Regions from separate parts of the Urocitellus parryii genome. Here region 2 is linked to region 1. Evidence: chromatin contacts called from public Hi-C data. All regions are on one chromosome and are shown on one strand. Each heading gives the region's core, a stretch centred on a gene start, on an enhancer-like site or on the middle of the called end of the contact. The rest is flanking DNA. Distances are from core to core; before and after follow the strand shown.

The links. A called contact is a pair of places that touch in the nucleus more often than the background predicts.
Region 2: a Hi-C map of muscle shows a contact between it and region 1, with 4 times the contacts expected there. The contact joins the promoter of Srp72 here to the promoter of Polr2b in region 1. A contact is called at or near these places in 2 of 2 Hi-C or Micro-C datasets (liver and muscle).

What each region holds. Positions count from the first base shown.
Region 1 is chr10:102,774,436-102,781,024 of mUroPar1.hap1, reverse strand. Polr2b (RNA polymerase II subunit B) reads left to right here and starts at 1,992. Exons shown (of 25, transcript XM_026385882.2): 1 at 1,992-2,128. The coding sequence starts at 2,110. It overlaps Noa1 (nitric oxide associated 1), which reads right to left and starts at 1,548. Exons shown (of 6, transcript XM_026386754.2): 1 at 326-1,548. The coding sequence starts at 1,469.
Region 2 is chr10:103,167,798-103,174,347 of mUroPar1.hap1, reverse strand. It overlaps Srp72 (signal recognition particle 72), which reads left to right and starts at 3,259. Exons shown (of 19, transcript XM_026385674.2): 1 at 3,259-3,389; 2 at 6,316-6,436. The coding sequence starts at 3,281.

The sequences.
Region 1 (6,589 bases), core at 743-3,242:
ACTGAGGGGTGGAGAGCGGTAAAAAAAAAAAAAAAAGGAAGCACAATTTTCAAGAAAAACATTCAAAGAAAATAAACTGGAAGGGAAATCTCCAAGACAGTGGGAACTTTGCTTTGTTTGTTCCCTGGTGTGTTTTCTGTTTGAAAACAACATATACTTAATTTCGACGCAGTAAGGTGATACAGAAGAGGGGTGTAACAAATGAGAGGATTTTTAAATGGAAGCCTCCATGCAGTCTAACTTGGTCGTTAAGCAAAGAAACAGTAGGTGCCTGTGCCACGACCAGATGTCCAATTTCTCAGCATGGGAGCCTCCTAAGCCTCACCTGGCCAAGGGGAGATGGTGGCCCTGTCGATGGCCTCGGTGCCCTTTGCGGTGCAGTAATCAGACTCCAGGAGTGTGTTAAAAAGAGTGGACTTGCCAGAGTTGGTGGCGCCCACCAGGTAGACATCGCCACGGTAACGCCAGGAGCGCTGAAGTGCGGAGATCAATTCTTCAATTCCATAGCCAGTCTTGGCGCTGATCAGCCTTACGTCCCTGACCACCGTGCGCGACCAGGCCGACGGATTCGAATTCTCCTCCGCGTCCCCTGGCTTGTCCTCGCTGGACTGCTGTGGTCCTCGGTGGCCAGGGGCCGGCAGGAGTCCGGCACGGATGCAGTCGTCCCACAGCCTGTTTCGGAGTCGCTGCCGGTAGCCGGGAGAATCCTGAGGGAGCAGGTCCACTTTGTTCCCCAGCACGATTAGCTGCTTGGCACCCACCAGCTTGGGCAAGTCGGACAGCAGGGCGTCGGGCAAGTCGAGCAGGTCTACCATGTACAACACCAGGGCTGGCCCAGGCCGCCGCAGCGCGGCGCTCACCAGTTCCAAGTACTGTTCGCGACTCACCTGCACGCGCAGGGCGCGCCGGTGGTGCACCAGCAGCCAGCAGCGCTGGCACACGAGCCGCACAGGTCCGCCGTCCGCCTGGGCCACGCTGGAGAACTTCTCGCTGGGGAGGTAGCCGGGCTTGCCGGGGTCCTGGCAGTGCAGCTCCGCCCCGCAGCCCGTGCAGTTCAGGCCGCTAGGAGGCACCGTCGGGTCCGGGAGTTCTACGATCGGGCGCGGGCGGCGGCTGGCCCGTACCTTCTGCTGGAGTCGTTCCTCCTTCCGCTGATCCTGTTGTCGTTCTTTCTCCTGCTGCAGCTGCAGCACCTTACGCAACTGCTCCTCCGGACTCGGTGCCCTCGGGGGCTTCGGGACATATTCCGGGAACACAAAATGCTCCTCCGTGTCAGTGGTTTCTTTGTAGTTCCCAGTGGCCGAGGGGCCACGAGGAAGCCCACGTCCCAGGAGGGATGGGTACTGGAAGAAGGCAGCTGCGCATCTCCTCTCCAGGATCGGATCCCGGAGGCCATGGCGCGTTCCGGCGGGCGACAATCCCTGCAAGAAGCGCCACAGCAGCCTATGCGCCAGGCTTATGGGCAGCATGGGGAAGGGCGCCACCAAGAGCCGGGCGGAGCCACGAGCGCAGGCGTGTCCCAGGGTTCCAGACCCGCGGGAAACCCGAGACCCAAGCCCGGGGGTACTTGGGAAATGTCCACCACGCGTAAAACCCCGTGAGTTCTCGCGATGAAACTCTGAGGCCTTAGAGCCCACTTAAAGTGAACAAGGTACCGTCAAGCACGACGTGCCACAAGTCGTCCTTAATAAATCACATTTTGTCTTTAGAAGTGCAGAAAATTGGCATAGAATGCTGCGGACTCACGTCCACAACCAAAACCTTTCATTAATACACTGATTGTTTTTCGGGTGTCATTGTTTGTGCAACTACAGTGAAAAACAAAACAGACCGAAAGCTTTGACCCGCAGCAACCAACTCTTGGCCTAAACGAGCTATCCTCTTAACACAATCTGCTCGCCAGCAACTCTCCTCGGCTAAACTTCACCCTACTGTCCGCGCAGGCGCAAATCTTACGTTGGCGTTTGCGGGCGGCCTTTGCTGCGGCACGCAGAGCATTCTGGGAATTCCGGAGACGGAAATTACTTCGCTTCTCGCTGCGGGTACAGGTGGCGGTTGTGCGCCTATCTTTGATTTCTCGAGTTAGGAGCTCCAAAGCCTTCTGCCAATATGTATGACGCAGACGAGGGTAGGTGAACACTCAAAACACATTTCGCGGCGACTCATTTAAGAAGGGAAACGGGGGTTACTGGGTGGAGGGAGTTTTGAGGCTCTCTCCCTCGTCCGCCGCAGGCAGCCCCTTGTCGTGTTCCCCACGCACCCCAGGCCCGGAACCAAGCTGGGCTTGCGGGAGGCGCAGGGTCAGGGAACGTGTGTTCATGTTTCCAGTCGGGTTTGTTCTGGTCCTTTCCACCGTCTCCTTCTGTCCAATCTGATATCACCTTTCATATTTGAACTTGAAGGATCTCCCCTCTGCCTTTCAGTTTTCCTAAAGGTCGCAGTCGATTTATTGAATAGCTGGATTTTTGAGCACCAGTCTTATGCCTCACATTGTATTAGGCTCTGGAAATACAGCGGGGACAAAGGATTTTGGAGGGGGAGGGTTGGTCTAGTTTGGCTTTCCTTCTTGTCTATTAGTCTTTAAGTAAATTGCTTTAAAAAATGGCCTTTAAATCTCCCACAGGATAACATAGTTCTCAGGTTATATGTATTCCGCTGAACAGGGCCAATTTATCTTTTTACTTTTCACATATGTTATTCTTAGTCATGCCTAATGTATTTTTTTTCTTCCTTTTGGTACCTGGGATGGGGTGTCCATGGTTTAGTCATTGAGCCAAGTCCCCAGCCGTTTTTTATTTTGAGGCAGGGTCTCATAAAGTTGTCTGGGGCCTCACTAACTTGCTGAGGCTGGCTTTGAACTTGAGGTCTTCCTGCCTCAGCCTCTTGTGTCACTGGGCTTCGTGGAGTGCACCACCACACCTGTCTTTGAATGTATTTTTAAAGTTCCCTCTCCCGTCTCCACTTCTATTATTTCAGATTTCTTTTTTTTTCTCTTTTCTCTTTTAAGCTCCCAATTCTCTGGCCGCCTCTCACATTTCTCATTCTCTTAGCCACCTCATAAAGAAAATAGAAGCAAAAACTTAAACTTTTAAAGTTGCTGAAACATCTCAGTCTCATTTATAGCTTTTGTCCAGAAATCTTATATTCTCTGCTTTTTAACTACTATCTCAGTGGAAGAAAAATTCAAGAGAAGTTTTTTTATAGCTTACTTTTTTGAGTGGATAATATATTCTCATCACTCACAAGCTGAGTGTTGAAAAGTATCAGGTCTCATTTTTGTTTTCCATCTGCCCAGTTTGAACCCTCTCCACAGGTGATACTGTTTTTAGATTTTTTTTTTTGGTACCAGGGATTGAACCCAGGGGCACTTAATTACTGAGCTACATCCCCAGCCCTTTTTTCATATTAGAGACAGGGTCTCACTGAGTTGCTTAGGGCCTTGCTAAGTTGCTGAGGCTGGGTTTGAACTCTCAATCCTCCTATTCTCAGCCTTTGGAGTGGCTGGGATTATAGGTGAATAGAATAGAATAATTATATGCTTGGCTTGTTCTGTTCTCAGATTCTTGACATTTATTTTATGGCCTAGGGATGTAGCTCAGTGGTAGAGCACTTACTTAGTGTGGATGAGGCCTTGGGTTCAATCCCAGTGCCATTAAAAAAAAAAAAAGTTTAACTTTTTTGTTTTTTTATGCATATTTAAGCAAATATAAATTGGGTTCTATTTTTCCCCTTTTTACAAACAAAAAAGTAACATTCACACTTTTCAGCACTTTGGTTTTTGTAATATGAGTAGGGGTTTTCCTATTACTACATAGAGAGTATTCTCATCACCCCAAAGCTATTGAGTGTGTATGGATGTACCATAACTTAAGTAGTCTCTTATTGAAGGATATTAATAATCAGTACTGTAGTGAATTATCTTGTACATAATCAGTTTTCTCAAATGTTTGTAGGATAGATTCCTAGATAATAGAATTGTCAGGTTGAATGATATGTGTGTTAAAAAAATTTTTAGATGGTGCCATGTGACCAATTTACATTACTAATTTACATTGTACTAATTTACATTCTCATCAGTGTTTAGTAATCCTGTGGAAAGTAAGTTTATCAAAGCTACTACAGCAGTGAGTCTACCTTTGATTTGTGCAGACCTTCCTCCAAAATCTTTATTAGGTATATCCTTATTAGTTTTCACCTACTTCTTTTCAACCTGGCTTCTTTCTATGTGAAAATGTCAAATCTGGGCTGGGGATATGGCTCAAGCGGTAGCGCACTCGCCTGGCATGTATGCAGCCCGGGTTCGATCCTCAGCACCACATACAAACAAAGATGTTGTGTCCACCGAAAACTAAAAAATAAATATTAAAATTCTCTCTCTCTCCTCTCTTTCTCTCAAAAAAATGAAATAAAGATATTTCAGTTTAATAAAGATATTTAAAAAAAAAAAGAAAATGTCAAATCTCACTTGTTTGTAGGAAAACAAGTTAAACTCTTTTCATTGTTTGCTTTTTCTTCCAATATTTTGTTTTTCTCATCGCAGCCAAGCTTTGCCTTATTTCCAATTTCCATCTTTCAGGTCTCCTTAACCCATGCTAGTCTGATTCTTCTGATGCTGCTACATTAAAACAACTCTTACTAGATTATTTATGACTTCTTAGTTGATAAATCAGATGGGCATTTAAAGTGTCATTTAAAAAGTCTTATCTATAACTATGTGGTATCCAACATTGTTGACAGACTTCCTCCTGGAAATTCACTCATCTCTTCTTCTACATCACTTTCACTTGATTCTTCTTACCTATTTGACTTTCCTTCTCATTCTCTTCTACTATTCACATTCTTCCTGGGTGATCTTATCCATTCTTTTATGACTTCAGTTACTGCCTGTATGTGTGTGTCTTTTAGATATGTATTCCCAATTCAGATATTCTGCATACTAACTACTATTAGACATCTGGGATGTCACCCAGGCTCTTTAAACTCATCCCTGCCTAAACTGAGGTCACTGTGTTCTTTTATCCAGTCTCCTTCCAAAGCCTTTGCCTTCTGTGTCTTCCATTTCGGTGAATGGTACTACCCTCTTATTTCTGGTTGTGGAAGTCAGAAGCCTTGGCATTGTATTTTTGTTTTTAGAGAATCTGGCCCCAAATTCCTGTCCTTAAGTGATCCTCCTGACTTAGCCTCCTGAATCACTGGGATTAGAGGCACACATAACTGCTCTGAACTCCTTGGGAATCAGTTTTAATTCCTGTTTGTTGCTCTTGTATCTAATTAACCATCACGTTTTGATGATCAGAGTCTTCTAAGTATGTCATATCTGAGTCACTTCTCTTTGTCCCCATTGCCACATTCTTGTTCATGCTACCACCAGCTCTTGGCAAGAACACTCCTGATATGTGTTCTTCTGGTCTTCTCCAAGCTACTCTGCACACTGGGCATAGTGATCTTTCAGAAGTGACATCTGATCTAGCCATACCCCTATTCAAATCTTAGAGTGGTCTCTCATAACCTCTGTTGGTGTGAACCAGATTTGTCTCACTCCCCTTCCAACTTCACTCTCCTGCTTTAGTGGCCTTCTTTCCATGAATATGCCATACGTCTTTCATTATGGAGTCTTTTGCACAAGCTTTTTTTACCGCTTGAAATACTTCTTTACTCCTTACCTTCACAATCTCATTTTTGCCAAATTTACTGTTCCATTCATGACATGAGGTCTGTGTTTAGCTTAGCTTTTTTTTTTTTTTTCCCCCTTCATACATTGGTGGTGATGGGGATTGAACCCAGAGTTGCTTTCTTTTTTTGGTACCAGAGATTGAACCCAGGGTCGCTTAACCAGTGAGCCACATCCCCACCCCTTTTATATATATATATATTTTTTTAGAGACAGGGCTTTACTAAGTTGCTGAGGCTACCTTTGAACCTGTGATCCTCCTGCCTCAGCTTCCTAAGCTGCTGGAATTACAGGCATGTGTCCCCGTGCCTGGCCCCTTTTCATTTTTTATTTTGAGACAGGGTCTCATTAAGTTGCTTAGGATCTCACTAAGTTGCTGAGGCAGGCCTTGAATTTGTGGTCCTCCTGCCTCTGCCTCCGAGTGGCTAGCTTACAGACATGGGCTGCTACCACACCCAGCTAGCTCAGCTTTTGAGATGTCTTCCCTGACTTCTTCAGATCCTGGTTAGAAATGTCCACATCATTTGGGCTTTATTGATTTCACTTTGTCTGTATTTCCCCAATAAGTCATAATCTCCCCAAGGATACAGCTATATTTATCTTGTTGAGGGTGGTGTCTCTAATGCCTGGGCTATAGTAGATGCTCATGCTCAAATATTTGATGATTAATTTAATAGATAAATTAATACATGAATCTCCCTCATGGGTTCATTTTCCTTCACATGACTATTAAACAGGTATTCCCTAATATCTTGTCTTCAGTCTTTTCCTTATGAAAATTCCCCTTATTTTCTCAACCATTTGTTCAAGATTTCAACTTTGTTTATGACATGAAACTTTTATTTGAGCTTCATATTTATATCTAGTTACCTATGGAAAATATTTAAAGGGCTATATGATCTCAGATATATCTAAAAC
Region 2 (6,550 bases), core at 2,010-4,509, 390 kb before region 1:
TCCAGAGACAGATAATTTCAAAACATTCTGTTAAGTACTCAACATGGAATAAGGATAGGGGACTATGAATACACAAAGGAAGAGGGACTGTTAGAGTGCTAAAGAAAAAAGATACACTGTTAATGAAAAAGAGGGACTCTTCATTCCTCACAATCTACTTCCACTCTCTCTTGCTTTTCCTTCATTTTCTTCATAGAACTTAGTACCCCCCCCCCAGTACAGTATATATTTGTTTATTTACTACGTCTCCCAAATGGAAAATATGTTCCCTCAGTATAGCAGGTTGTCTTCTTTTTTGGGGGTAAGGTGGGTACTGGGGATTGAATTTAGGGGTATTCAACCACTGAGCCACATCCCCAGCCCAATTTTGAATTTTGTTTAGAGACAGGGTCTCACTGAATTGCTTAACACCTCACTTTTCCTGAGGCTGGCTTTGAACTCATGACTCTCCTACCTCAGCCTCCCTCGCCACTGAGATTACAGCTAGGAGCCACCGCACCCAGCTGGGTTGTCTTCTTTATTGTTAGTTGTATACCTAAACAACTAAAGTAATGCATACCAGTTGCATATACAAAAGGCAGTGAATAGGCAGAAACTAAGGTGGATGAAACAGGTGGACATGGGAGCAATTTGGAAGTGGCTATGGTTTCTTTTCTAAAATTGGTCTAGCTTTGTTCTACCCTGTGCTATCAGATCTACTGGCTGATATGGAAGACCAGAAATAGCAGGAGCAGTTACACTATGGGTTAGTTCTTGAATATTCTGCAGTTGTTGCGGTTGTTGCTGTTCACCCCCATCCTTCCTGCACATTGCAGAGCCCTGAGTTGTTATCAAGACTGAACACGATGATGCAGACTAGCCTGTATCATAAACTATTGTCCTGGCTGACGGGGAGCCAAACCCAGGAAGTCTTAGGATGTGTTTGGAAAACAGGACTCAGTGATGAGTACCATCAATGACCAAGACTATAGCATTTAGAAAGAAACAAGGGAAAATCCTTAGTTTCTGTTTGAACAGATTAAAAACAAACTAACAAAAAAACAAAAAAAAAAAAAACAAAAAACAAAAGGCAGTGAAATACTCCAGTAGATAAAGTGTAAATTCCCAGAGGTATGGAACATGGACCAACACATAACCTAATACTAGAGGAGTATAGCATATAAGCCGGTACCAAGTGCATACCCAGTTTGGATCTTGGATGTCCTTCTAATAAAGGCTTGGCTACCAGCCAACCACTGGGAGGTGGTAAAACCTTCTGGAGGTGTTCATGGAAGGAAGTAAGGTCACTGGGGCATGTCCTTGAAGAAGATGTTGGGACCCTGGTTTTCTCTTTCTCTCTCTTCCTCTCCTTCCAGCTACCATGAGGTGAGCAACTTTGTTCCGCCACACACTCTACACCATGGAGTAATGCCTTGCCACAGGCCCAAAAGCAACAGACAACCAAAAGCCAAAATAAATGCTTACTCTTTGTAAGTTGATTATTTCAGGTGTTTTGTCACCATGATGGAACGCTGACTAACAGTAACAAAAGACCTATGTGGGTTGGTAAGCCCGATCACAATGGACCTCACATGTTGGGCTTCCTAGTTAGGAGTTTATCAAGAAGATAGGAGTGGAATCAGATATATACTAAAAATTAATTCCTTTCTACCACGTGAGGACACAGCTAGATAAGATCAATTTTGCACCCAACAGAAGGAGCCTTAGCAGCCTTACCAGACACCAAATCTCTTGGTATTTTTAGCTTGGACTTCCCATCCTCTACAATGTAAGACATAAAATCATGTATTTGATCACTCTGGTTTGGAAGACTGTCTAAAAAAATAGCAGATTAAACCTACATATATGTATCCTGTTTGCCACAAAACTCCCATTAAAATAAGAAGAAATAGAAATCCAGGACTTTTCAGCCATTTGTAGAATCTACAAGGTGAATCAGATCAGACTTATACTGCCAATTCTTATATAAAGTCAGTAAGTTATAAAAGCACTACTAAACAGTGACTTATGAAGGGGGGCATAAACACCTTTGGAAAATCCAGTGTAATCTACATTTTCTCTGAAAAACTAACACACAATTTTGAGTATACCAAATATCATCTGGGATAATACCCTTGATATCTAGGCACAATTGGCTTGAAACCTATGATAATTCCAGAGTCAGTGAAAGTCCCAAACTCTTCTCATGGTTTTTACATGAAATGTGGCAGACATCATACAGCGTAGCCAGTTGCTGTCCATACTTGCCCTTAACAAATTGACAGATTAAGTAAGAAAGATAAAGCAAATCTCATTAAATTTAAAAATTGATGCTGGGTGTGGTGGCGCTCGCCTGTAATCCCAGCAGAAGGCTAAAGCAGCAGGATCATACGTTCAAAGAGGGCCTCAGTAACTTAGTGAAGTCCTAAACAACTTAGGGAGACCCTGTCTCAATACAAAAAGGGCAGGGGATGTGGCTCAGTGGTTAAGCGCCCCTGGGTTCAATCTCTGGTACAAAATAAATAAATAAATAAACTTGAGTACCAACCAAATAAGGTACTCACAAAAAGTACGGAGTGGTGTCAGATCCTACGGATACAGTAGTATAAGCAAAGTAAATATGGTCTCTACCTCTCAGAGTGAGAGTCCTTAAAGAATGATCAGTGCTGCAGGTGGAGCCTTGAGCAGAGGGTGTAGTTCAACGGTGCAGCGCTTGTCTAGTAGCTTGCAAATTTAATCTGCACCGCACACAAAGCTTTAGAGAATGCAGCCATAAGGTTGCCCACTCTGCAAGCCCAAAATTTCCTCAAAGAAGCAATTTTAACCTAGATTCGTTAGGACAAAAGAGTTAGCTAGGTGGTTGGAGGAAGAGAGTGACAGGAGTTGTGAAGGACGGACAGGACAAATGTCTGCAGAGTAGGCCATTCAATCAAATGTTTCTATTAGTTACCACCTTGCAGACTTATTTCTGGCCGACCGTCACCCCTGCCACACTTGGCCCACGTCGGTCGCCCTATAAATGCACGCTGAAACTGAAACTATTTGGTGAACCCCTTCGAAACCCCCTCCCGGCTCCTGCACTTCCTCACTCAGGACCACCTTGGGGTAAGGTATATCGACTGTATGCATGCGAAATTTTCGCCACGACACTGGAAGATTACGGTTTCGACGCTAACGCAAGGGGAGCAATACTCCTCACTTCGCGCCGCTTAGCAACCACCAACTTCCCCTCTGCGCGGCCGACTGGGGGATCCTCTTCCGGGGCAGAGGTCGCCCCGCCCTTCCCCGCGTCTCCTCCAAGATGGCGAGCGGCGGCAGCGGGGGGGTTTCAGTGCCTGCGCTGTGGAGTGAAGTGAACCGTTACGGCCAGAACGGCGACTTCACGCGCGCTCTCAAGACCGTCAACAAGAGTAAGTGTGGGGCGGAGGCTGGGGCGGGCCTGAGCCGGCGGGAGGATGCCACCTGTTTCCGGCGCGCGCGACCACCTCCGGGTAGACGCGCGCAGCGGGAGACCCTAGCGTTCTCCTGACACTGACCCAGCGCCTGGAGGGTGCGGATCGCAGCCTCTCGGCGCCAACCGGGCAACTGGGGGGTCCTCGGTTGCTTAGAGCCACGTGTACTTCTCTCTACCCACCCCGCGGGACGCAGGAGAGGGATTTAAAGAGACCGCGGGTCCTGGAGCCTCTTTCGAACTGTTTTCTTATTGAGTCCTCTGTTGCCTTATTTCGAAAACACTTCACCTTTCCTTTGGCTTTTCCTCTTGAATTGAGGGATCAAGTGTTGTTCAGGGTGCTTGATCTCTTGGGCCTGGGCGGAGGAAGGAAGCTGCTTGGGACACGTAATTGACATGCTGGCGCTGACAAGGTGGAAGCTGTACGAATTCAACCTGAGAAGGGCTGGTCTTCAGGTCAGGCCCGTCATTCCCACATAGAATCTCACCAATGCCATTTAACCAGAAAATGGGTATGCGAAAGTACCAACGTTTGAAATAATGTCGGAAGAAAAGTTTGGCCTGTTCCCACCCCCACCTCCCTACCCCCACTTAAGCGATCACTGCAAATTTTTACAGCCTTCATTGTGAGCGACTCATTAAATTTTATTCTTTACTACATAACTACAGTATAGTATTGAAAGTATATTTTAATGTTTTCAGTCTTCTCTACTGAAGGTGCACCCTGTATATGTTAGATTTGGAAATGTAGTTACTAAAACAGTTTAGCTTTGTAGAGCAGTAGTAACATAAAAGGTGTGGTAGTATCATACAAGGCTGTAAAAATAATTTACCACAACCTATTGCTGAGTTGGTGTGAAAAGTAGTGATGAGTGCTCACAGTGCACTTTTGGTGATTTCCGACATTGGGAAAAATATCTACTGATATTTTTTTTTTTATTTGATTCCTAAACTTAACCTTTGGCTAGGTTCACAACTAACACTCTACACTTAATGGCAGGGTAGTAAGTTATTCTGCAAAAATTATTTCATCAGCAAAGGCTGACAGTTTGTTTGGAGGAATATATTAACTGCTAGAAATTCCTTGGATCTTAGATTGAAAATTGAACTCCTAGTTGCCCAGGAATGACAGGCAATTATGAGAGTAAACGCTGTGGCATTGAAACTAGGTCACCTGAGTCCTTTTTTCTACTTCTTTTTAGTCACCTTAGTAAATAAGGGGAATCTTGAATGGTTTGGGGGAACATTGCCAACAAGGTAAATTTGTGTTCTTATGGTACTTTATAACTTGTAAGATTTTTCCAAACTATTCTCATTTTGTTGGTTTTTGTTTATTTGTTTGTTTGTATTGGGGATTGGACCCAGGGGTTCTTTACCACTGAACTGCATCTCCAGCTTTATTTATTTATTTATTTATTTGGTACCAGGGATTGAACTCAGGGGCACTCAACCACTGAGTCACATTCCCAGGCCTATTTTGTATTTTGTTTAGAGACAGGGTCTCACCTTGCCATTGGTGAGGGTAGCTTTGAACTCACAATCTCCTGCCTCAGCCTCTTATTTTTTTATTTTGAGATAGGGTCTTCCTAAGTTGTTGAGACTGGCCTCAAACTTGCCATTCTTCTGCCTCAGCCTCCAAAGTCACTGGAGTTACAGGCATGAGCATCACACCTGGCTCATTTCATGTTCTTGATAACCTTGTAATATAAGTTATGTTCTCATGCTCATTCTGTATATCAGAAAAACCGATTTGGTTATTAAATTATTTTCCCAAGACTTTAAGACATCTAGGGATGCTGGTACGGTGACTCATGCTCCTAATGCCAGCAGCTCAGGAGGCTGAGGCAGGAGGATCAAAAAGTTCAAAACCAGCCCCAACTTAGCCAGGCCCTGAGCAACTTAGTGAGACCATATATCAAAATAAAAAATAAACACTGGGGATGTGGCTTAGTGGTTAATGGCCCCTGGGTTCAATCTCTGGTACCAAAAAAAAAAAAAAAACCTTGGGGCGAGCTTGCACTATACCTAATTCTACATGAAATTATTCTTTCCCTGTGAAGTAATGAAATATATAGGATGCAGCATGGGTCCCAAGACGAAGAAACTGTAGAAATAGCTTCCTTCTTGCTGCTTTATTTTACTGCACTTTTTTGGCACATGCCTCATGAATATCTTTCTCAATAATTAAGTCTGATTGATAACTTCTTCTCTTTCTTAAATTTTTTGTAGTTGTAGATGTACAGAGTGCCTTTATTTTATTTATTTATTTATATGTGGTGCTAAGGATCGAATCCAGTACCTTACACATGCTAGGCAAGTGCTCCGCCACTGAGCCTGCATCCCCAACCCTCCATAACTTCTTTTTTGTCATTTAAGTTACAGATGACAATCACTTTTTTTTTTTAACTGTTTTAACATCATTTCCATTACAATAAAATTGGAAATACCTCATCTTTGAGGCAGGGATCAGAAAACTTGGTAAAAGTGTGAAAAGGGAATGGATTTTTTTTTTTAACATACAGTATCTTTATTTACTTATATGTGATGCTGAGGATCGAACCCAGTGCCTCACACATGTGAGGCAGGTGCTCTACCACTGAGCTACAGCCCCAGCCCCAGCCCAAAGGGAATAGATTTAAAAATGACTTTCTGGCCAGGTGTGATGATGCACACCTATAGTTCCAGTGGCTCAGGAAGCTAAGGCAGGAGGATCACAAGTTCAAAGCCAGCCTCAACAGCTTATCAAGGGCCTAAACAACTTAGACCCTGTCTCATAATAAAAAGGTCTGGGGATGTTGCTCAGTGGTTAAGTACTCTAGGGTTTAATCCCTGGTTACACCCGCCTCCCCACCACCACCAATGACTTTCTTTAAATTGTCCTCCAGTACTTCAGATCAACAAGGATGATGTAACTGCTTTGCACTGTAAAGTGGTCTGCCTTATCCAGAATGGAAGTTTCAAAGAAGCCTTGAATGTCATCAATACTCACACCAAAGTGTTAGCCAAGTAAGTGGTGCAGTTAGTTGTATAGTTATTAAAAACGTTTGTATTAGAGCTTTAATCTCAATAAGAGGTAAATTGTACAAAGATGTGGAACATAAATAGGAACAAAAATTTAGA